Linked DNA regions of Rattus norvegicus: region 1 is linked to region 2. A link is a contact called in public Hi-C data. All regions are on one chromosome and are shown on one strand. The core of a region is the stretch at or near the end of the contact, and the rest is flanking DNA. Distances in the headings are between cores, read along the strand shown.

Region 1 (3,810 bases), core at 546-3,045, 130 kb before region 2:
CTGAACTGACCAAAGAATGTAAGGGTTAAGGTGAGTTGAGGTGCTAGTGAGCTAGCTTAGCCAGAAGAGTCTTACACGTCAGGAAAGTCCTCAGTTTGAGCAGTGGATCTACATAAAAACTCCAGGTGTGGTGGCACACATGTTTAATCCTAGAGCTAGGTGGGGAGGCATGAGGACCCTTGGGGGCCTAATTGATGAGCTCCAACCCAGTGAGATTCTGTCTCAAAGGAGGTGGGTGGCATTTCTGAAGATGACAATAGTGCTGTCCTCTATCCTCTATGTGCATGCCCGCATACATCTATATGCACCTATACCCATAAAAATGCTTTAAAAGCCACGTATAAGATACATCGGGAGCAAGGGAATATGCATCATGTATTGAAAATTTCAAGGGATAGTTATGCCAAAGTACTCCCATGCCTGCCTCCATATCCTGCAGGGGAGTCTGCCTTGCTCACCTCTGTGGATTTGGTGGCCATGCTGCCTCTCCCATGACATTGCCTTCCTACTTCCAACTCAGAGCATGAGGCCAAAGGTGCTTTCCAGCTCAAACACTGCCGATAGTGACTGGCTGGAAGGAAGCCAAAGGTAAGCTCCCCAGGGACACGTTCTCATCTGTCTTTCTTGTCAAATTTATGTCGGCGTGTAGAAGTGTACCCAGCACGTATCGGGTGTCCCATAAATATTTGATGAATAAATAAATAAATGTGGGTTGGCCCAGACGGGCAAGCCTTGTCATCGGAGTGCACTCTTCGATCTTTGAGAACAAGAAAGGAAGCAACAGAGGCAGGCTGCAAGAGTGTTAGGGACTCAAATTACATCAAAACTAATGGGACACATGACCAGGCAGTTGAAACCTGATGGGGCTGACAGAAGATGCCAGGACACAGTGAGAGACAGAGAAGCTGCTTCATTTCCCGTGAGGCTGCCGGTGCTTGGATGCCCACAGCCTCACTGCAGTGTCTTAAATACACCCCACCCCCTCTCCTCCCCTCCTGCAAGGATGTTGAGTCATTCTCTGTTCTAATTATAAAAGCTTTGACTTAAGCAATAACATGCGTGATGCGGTAACGATGCCCCATGAGATGCTTATTGTAAGTACCAGCGGTGTGCTAACTAGGAGGAAGGTGTACCCCAGATCTAGAGCACATACAGTGCTCTAAAACACACACACACACACACACACACACACACACACACACACACACACACACACAGCGCTATGCTAAAATGCATGGATTGTGAAAATCTAGAGAACCAAGTCCAAAGACCAAGAAGACTAGAAAATGTCTGCCTATGTACCACTGACTACCACACACCGGTGCTGTTCTGGTTATGAGACCACAGTGTGCAAAGACTTGCCATGTTCTCTTCTGCTTCCTTTCGATTGCAGAGTATCCCAGGCAAGCCTGGAACATGCAGTTGTCCTGACACAGGCTCTTGTGTGCTGGGGTTACCGCTGTACACCACCTATCTTGGGCCTATTCTCCATCAGAATCGACACCTGAAGGGAATATGGCAGGAACAGGGAGGCTATGCAAAAGATGCAGACAGAGCAGGAAGCTGTGGGACGTGGAGAGTCTTCAGGACTTTGCCAGCAAGAAGCCTGTGGGAAAATGGTAGTGGAGATTCTGAGTAGCAAGAGGCAGTTTGAGGAAGGATAAGCACACAGACTCTAGGGAAAACCATCGTTTTGAATTGTGGGTCTGTGCAGGGCAGGAAGAACCAGCAGGAGGTGAAGATGGCCAGGGAAGCAAGAACAGAGACTGTCCCGAGGTGAATACAAACCAGGAAAGCCTGACAGCTCAGACATGAGTCACCAGTCGGAGGGAAGGGTGTCGTGGAGTCTAGGAGGGAGAGTGTTGGGTATCTAAACCTGAGGATGACAGAAGCTGTGATCTATAAACAACTTAGGCTATCCAGCAAGGCATGATTATGGATGAAAGCAAAACTGATAGCTTTCTGTAGACAAAAATCAATATGAAAATCAATAAAATTTGGTGATAACTATAGTTTAGCTACTGCTTAATAACCCCATTCTGTGGGGCTATGTCTCTTAGCAGAAGTGGCTTGCCCAGGGCTGCACTTCCCAAGGCAGGGCACCCGCTCAACTTGAAGTCTCTGGCTTGGAGCCCATTTGCCCCAGCTCTTTTGAGCTGTCTCCTGGAAAGTCAGATGAGCCTATAAGGAGGAAAAAAACATTCTCAAAGGCAGCAGAACTGTGGAAAAGACAAAGATAACAAGGGGGAGAGCCAATAAAAAGATTTTTAAAAAATCAGACTTTTTAAAAATAAATATAAAAGATCAGACATTTTAAAAATAAATATAGTTAAATGTATATTTTTATTCACTGAAATGCTGAGAAAACGAAAATATACCAACTTGGAACTTGAATCTTCCTTCATGTGTTGATTTTTGTATTTAAATTCAAGGCTAACTATCTTCATTTTTATTATTTTTTCATATTCTTATTCTTTCCTGAAAAGAAATTATTTTATAGTTTGTGAAAAGTGTTATTTTTTTCCTTTGGAGAATAATTATTTTTAAAATGGCAGGTGTCTCCCAACTTCTATACAGTTAGTCAACGGTTTACGCGATATTTGACTTAGAGCGCTGCCACTTTATGATGATGAGACAATACGGATCAAGGAAAACACGTACTTTGGATTTTGACCTTCTCCTGGACGAGTGACCTCAGTCCAACACGCACTCTTGGCAGAGGAACTGCACCTGCAGATCCCAGAAGAAACAACGAATCCTCCTCCTTAGTGTACTGTGTTGCTAAGCTGATTAGTAGTCTCAGTACATTAAATGTATGTCATGGGCTGTGGCAGTGCAAAGTGATAATTTATTTGATGTGGTCCCAGATTCCATCCCATGCACTTCAAACAATAATAGATGTGTTTAATCCAGCTTAAATGTTACAAAATACAATCATGCACTGAAACATAGCATGGTACCCGACTGATAAGAACATCACATGGCTTTATTCATCAACTCATAAATAAAAGAAAAAATGAATGCATTTCAGCCTGGGATGAATGGAGTTATTAAACCAGAACTCTGTCTGAGCCAGGGGATATCTATGACATATTGTGCGGTCCCTATAGCCAGCTTCTAGTGATGCTAAGCTGCACCTTCATGTAACAAGTCTTGTAAGGAACATGGTGTGCTCAAGCATGCACAACTCCCTTATCTTCACTCTAGCCCAACATTTCAACAGACATGAGATTTTTACTCCTGTTTTGCAGAGAGAGAAATTCAGTCTTAAAGTGGGTCAGCTGGTCTCCAACAGATTTTTACAAGATAAACATTCTTTTCCTTGAGCCCACCAGAAAAGCCAGATCTCAACTTGAAAAGTGTTGCCATCACTTTTTTAAACTCAGATCCACGTTCGTTTAACTCGCTGAGAGTCTGCTCTAGGCTGGGCACTACGTCAGCCATTGTGTTTAAATCCTTGGGGATGCTCTAGCCTTTTCTCCACCTGCGCAATCATGAGTGGGATTAACTTAGAAGAAAGGAGATGTGTTGTTCTTTGGACATCTTAGAGTCAGGTGTCCCAACTGTCTCTCCCTTAGATACACTGAGATTAAGTGGCCCACACCCCTACTGTTGCACTTGGAAAGCAGAAGAATTGAATTGTATTAGGTAGGTACACAGTGGTATTCTACCTAAACAAAACAAAAACACCAATTAAAGTGCTTTCAAATAAATGGTACTGGGGAAACTGGATGTGCATGCACAAATAAAAGGAGGTCTTCTGTCTCAGTTTGTTACTTTGAGTTACAAAGTAAACTCGAGATGGATTAC
Region 2 (3,896 bases), core at 838-3,337:
TATCGTTTGCATTGTCTTACTCTGGGTCTTGAAACTTGGTCCATTTATTTTAGAGCACATCTCAGGTGCCTTCCGCTCACTACAGACATGTGGGGGCTCTGCAGACCCGATAATGTGTAGGTTTTAGCTAGCTTTATGGAATCCATGGAAAAAGTGCTTCATTGATTGTAAGCTCAGAGGCTATGCCAGGTCCTGTGCCAGATATTAGGGACATTAAAATGACAGCATTGAGGAGTTTGCAGTCTGGGGCGGGGGCCGGGGGAGCAGTTACTTTCCACACGATGTCAGATTCACTACACAAAGAGTATTTATTAATCAAAAAGCAAATAAAAAGACTCGTTCCCCAAGTCAGACTTAGAATGGTTTCCTAGAGTGACACTAGCCAGGAGAAAAGTCAATGAAGCAGAAGGCAGACCCAACACACGTGGGACTTCCATCCCAGTACTTCCTGTGCTGCTAAGTGCTGCTATAAATGTTCTCATGTCGTCCACAGTCACTCAGGATGCCCAGAGGAGGGCACATTTGCTGGTTGTGTCAGTGAGTGTATAAGTGAGTGGGTGAGCAAGTGAATGTAAACAAATGTCATGGGATATTGAGCTTGGATCAGGTAGGTAGACTTGTTTAACCAGAGGTTGACAGTACTCAGTGACTTTAGAAATGCAATAATTTGGAGGGGACGGTGACAAGCACTAAAGAATTGCTCAGTTACATTGTCTGCGGGGAACGTCTCTGCCTTCTGTGGCTTGTCCCAAAGCTGCCCCTAGACTGAGGAGGGATAGGTCCAGCCTTCGTTTGTTCCTTCAGAGAAGAATCCTCTCTGGAACGTCTTCAGTTCAAAAATCCTACAGCCTGATCTGGTAAAGTGCAGCCTATGTGGGAAGGTTAATCTCCGTTGCTCTACCTACCAACTTCAGTGTCAAAGCCCACTCCCCTACGGACCTCCCACGCTTCGTTTGTATGCGCTTTTCTTCAGGAAAACGCACATGCTAAAAATCACCCATCGTCCTGTACTGTTCCATTGTATCTCTCATTCAGTAAAGTTTCTAATACATCTACTTAGACTATGGAGTGGGCAGATAGGTGTCTGTCACTGAACTCCCTGCACGGTGAGCTGAGTCCCGTGGAGATGAGGTAGGGTCTGGTTTGGACTCCTAGTGGTTTTCTTTCAGTCCCAGTGTCCCTGCTGCCAACCTTTCTCTCTCCATCCAGCAAAAGCAGCCCTGTTTTGTCATGTACTTGGCAGGACAGCCTGACTGCCAATACAGACTGGCCCTAGAGGGACGCTCTGATGTCATCCCCCTGACCCTCTTAGGTTTGGGAGCAGCGACAGAGGCCCAGGCAAGGGGAGGGAAGGGAAATCAACACTTGCTCAGAGATCACATAGCTCATTCCAAACTCTGTCCCTCACTGTCTGCAGTGGTTTTAAAGACGATAATATCTCAAGGACACTGGCATTGCTTTCACCTAACTTTGTGAGAGAGAAAGTGGGAGGTAAAAATATTGAGTAATTTACATAATTTCAGAAAGCTTGCAGGACATAAGCAAGGATGCTAGCATGTCCTATGACAGGGCTTGAACTCTGTCTTCAAATCACATATAAATATTTATAACATGTAACATGCTATGCATATAAAGGCATGCACTCCATATAATTCCTATTAAACTGATACCTGTTCTCCATTTTCCAACTTCTTTCTATTGGAGCATAATTTTATTATTTTTAAGATTTATTTTCTATAAATTTTTAAAATTTATGTGTATATGTACTTGTCTGTTTGTGGTTATGCATACATGTATCTGGGTACCTGCAGAGGCCAGAAGAGGGTGTCTGGTTCCCCTGGAGTTACAGGTAAGCCATCCGACATGGGTGCTAGGAACCAAACTCATGTCCTCTGTAAGAACGACATGTGTTCTCGACTGCCGAACCCTCTCTCTATCCCAAATAAGTGATTCTTTTAATTTACCCTTTTTTTAAGCAAAAGCATTAAGCGCCCAGAAAGTTGTTGCCAACTCTGACCAGCACCCTTGCTATATTAAGTTTCTTAGTGTGTACTGGAGAGAGTCATCCTAGTGTTTAAAAATAGACATTGGGCAACCCAGCACACTTGGGTTTCAGAAGGTCAAAGCTGGTGACACCAAACACTTCTCTGTGTGCCATTAGGGTCACATGATACACATCGTAGGCATTTACCGTAATAGCCACAAAATTCTCATACTTTCTTTAATGTGAAGTAAGTGTAAGGTGGTAAATTTTTAAGTTTTTCAATCTAGCTTTTCTCTTTCTTTTGAGTTTTTAAAAGTATTTTTATTAATTTCTTTGAGAATTTCAAATATGCATATAATGTATATTTATCATATTTACTCCATCCCTCCCCTGACTTCTCTCAGATCTGCTCCCCACATACTTTTATTTGTTTGAGATAGTCTCATATTTAAGCTTAGACTGGCCTAGAACTCATGTAGCCCAAGTTAGCCTCGACAGCAATTCTGCTAGCCCAGCTCCCCAAGAGCCGGGATAACAGGTACATGTCGCCTAGGGTATGGTCCTGGAAGCGAGGGCCTTAGGAAGGGAAAGATGGGGGCTCGGCAGTGAGTGGGCCTATTTGTGGCCATGCAATTGTACCCCATCTTTCTGGCTGATAGGTGCACATGGGGTACCTTTCAGGAAGCTGCAAACAACCTCCTCCTAACCCTTATCCTCAGGAGTCTCAGACCCCTCAAAAACATCTAATGTTTAAAGAGTGGGAAAAGTAACATGTTCGGAGAGAGAGAGCATGAGAGATAGTGATGATGAGATAGAAATGAAATCTGCCTGGCAACCAAATGCACAGTAAAATTGATTGGCTGATAGACTGGCAGAGGGATGAGGTCACAGCTAGGGGACCAAGGCAGATAACACTGAGGGAAAGGGGTCTTACTTGAATAACTTAACCAGGATCAGCAGCCTATCTTAGTAGAGACTACTGTGAAAGGGCAACAGCTTCTTCGATTCTTCTACTCCTTTTTGTTCCAGCTCACAATTCTGGCTCAGCCTGCTGGCTTCTATTCGTCAATCCCCTAGGTTTCCTTAGATCGACTTTTGCCATTAAACTGCCCAGAATCACAACTCAGAAACCTGGGTTTTGGGCACAGGATAGCCACCTAACAGACTTGATATTGCCACACCTAAGTTATTGGCCCCAGATGAGGGTGACCATCAGCTGGGGCCATGAGTTGTACCAGAAGCTAACTTACTAATATAAACCCAGGATGATCTGAGGATGATCTGGCCGAGCAGAGACTCCTGAGAAGGGGAGAAAACAAGCTTTTAAATGAGTGGGGACAGCTCCTCATGCCAGACCTCAGAACAGGACTTGAGATTCACTGTAATTCAGCCATAAAAGAATTGATAGATTTGCAAAGAGAATATACAAAGTCCAATGAACACAAATGCTCACTGTGGTTAACCATCGGAAAAGTGCAGATTACAGCCACAAGCTATGACAACACACCTTCTAAGATGGCAATAACTGAAATAGTAATTATCGGTGAGAGTGACGACTCGTTGGCAACAGATAAAGATGACATGACTCATATAGGAGAATGCTATTTTATCACAAAACGCAACCGAGCATCTCGCTATGCTGCAGTGTGGATGAATTTGGAAACCGCAGGCTACGTGAAAGATCCAGGCATGGAGGGTCATATATTTTGTGATTCCATTAATACAAAATATCCAGACTAGCAAAGCCATTGAGACAGAAAGGAGATTAGTGCCTGACTAGCACTGAAAAATGCCATAGCCTTTGTGGGGAAGTGATTGGAGAAGACATTCAAAAATCAACCTTTGGTCTCCACATATGAGGGAGTCTCTGAGCGGGGACAGAGGACAGTTGCCAGACCCTCAGGAAGGACTT

Evidence for each region. Hi-C and Micro-C count contacts between places; a contact is called where the count stands out from the background.
Region 1: a Hi-C map of psoas muscle shows a contact between it and region 2, with 2.0 times the contacts expected there. The contact joins two enhancer-like sites.

The regions. Positions count from the first base shown.
Region 1 is chr2:26,230,011-26,233,820 of GRCr8, reverse strand. No RefSeq gene overlaps it. Among named protein-coding and RNA genes, the nearest start is that of Homer1, 47 kb to the left of the region's middle. Within about 2 kb of position 1,795, at least 21 of the 93 cell types and tissues checked have an H3K27ac peak or open chromatin away from gene starts, as enhancers often do.
Region 2 is chr2:26,101,207-26,105,102 of GRCr8, reverse strand. All of the region lies in intron 1 of Cmya5 (cardiomyopathy associated 5), which reads left to right. Among named protein-coding and RNA genes, the nearest start is that of Cmya5, 10 kb to the left of the region's middle. Within about 2 kb of position 2,087, at least 3 of the 93 cell types and tissues checked have an H3K27ac peak or open chromatin away from gene starts, as enhancers often do.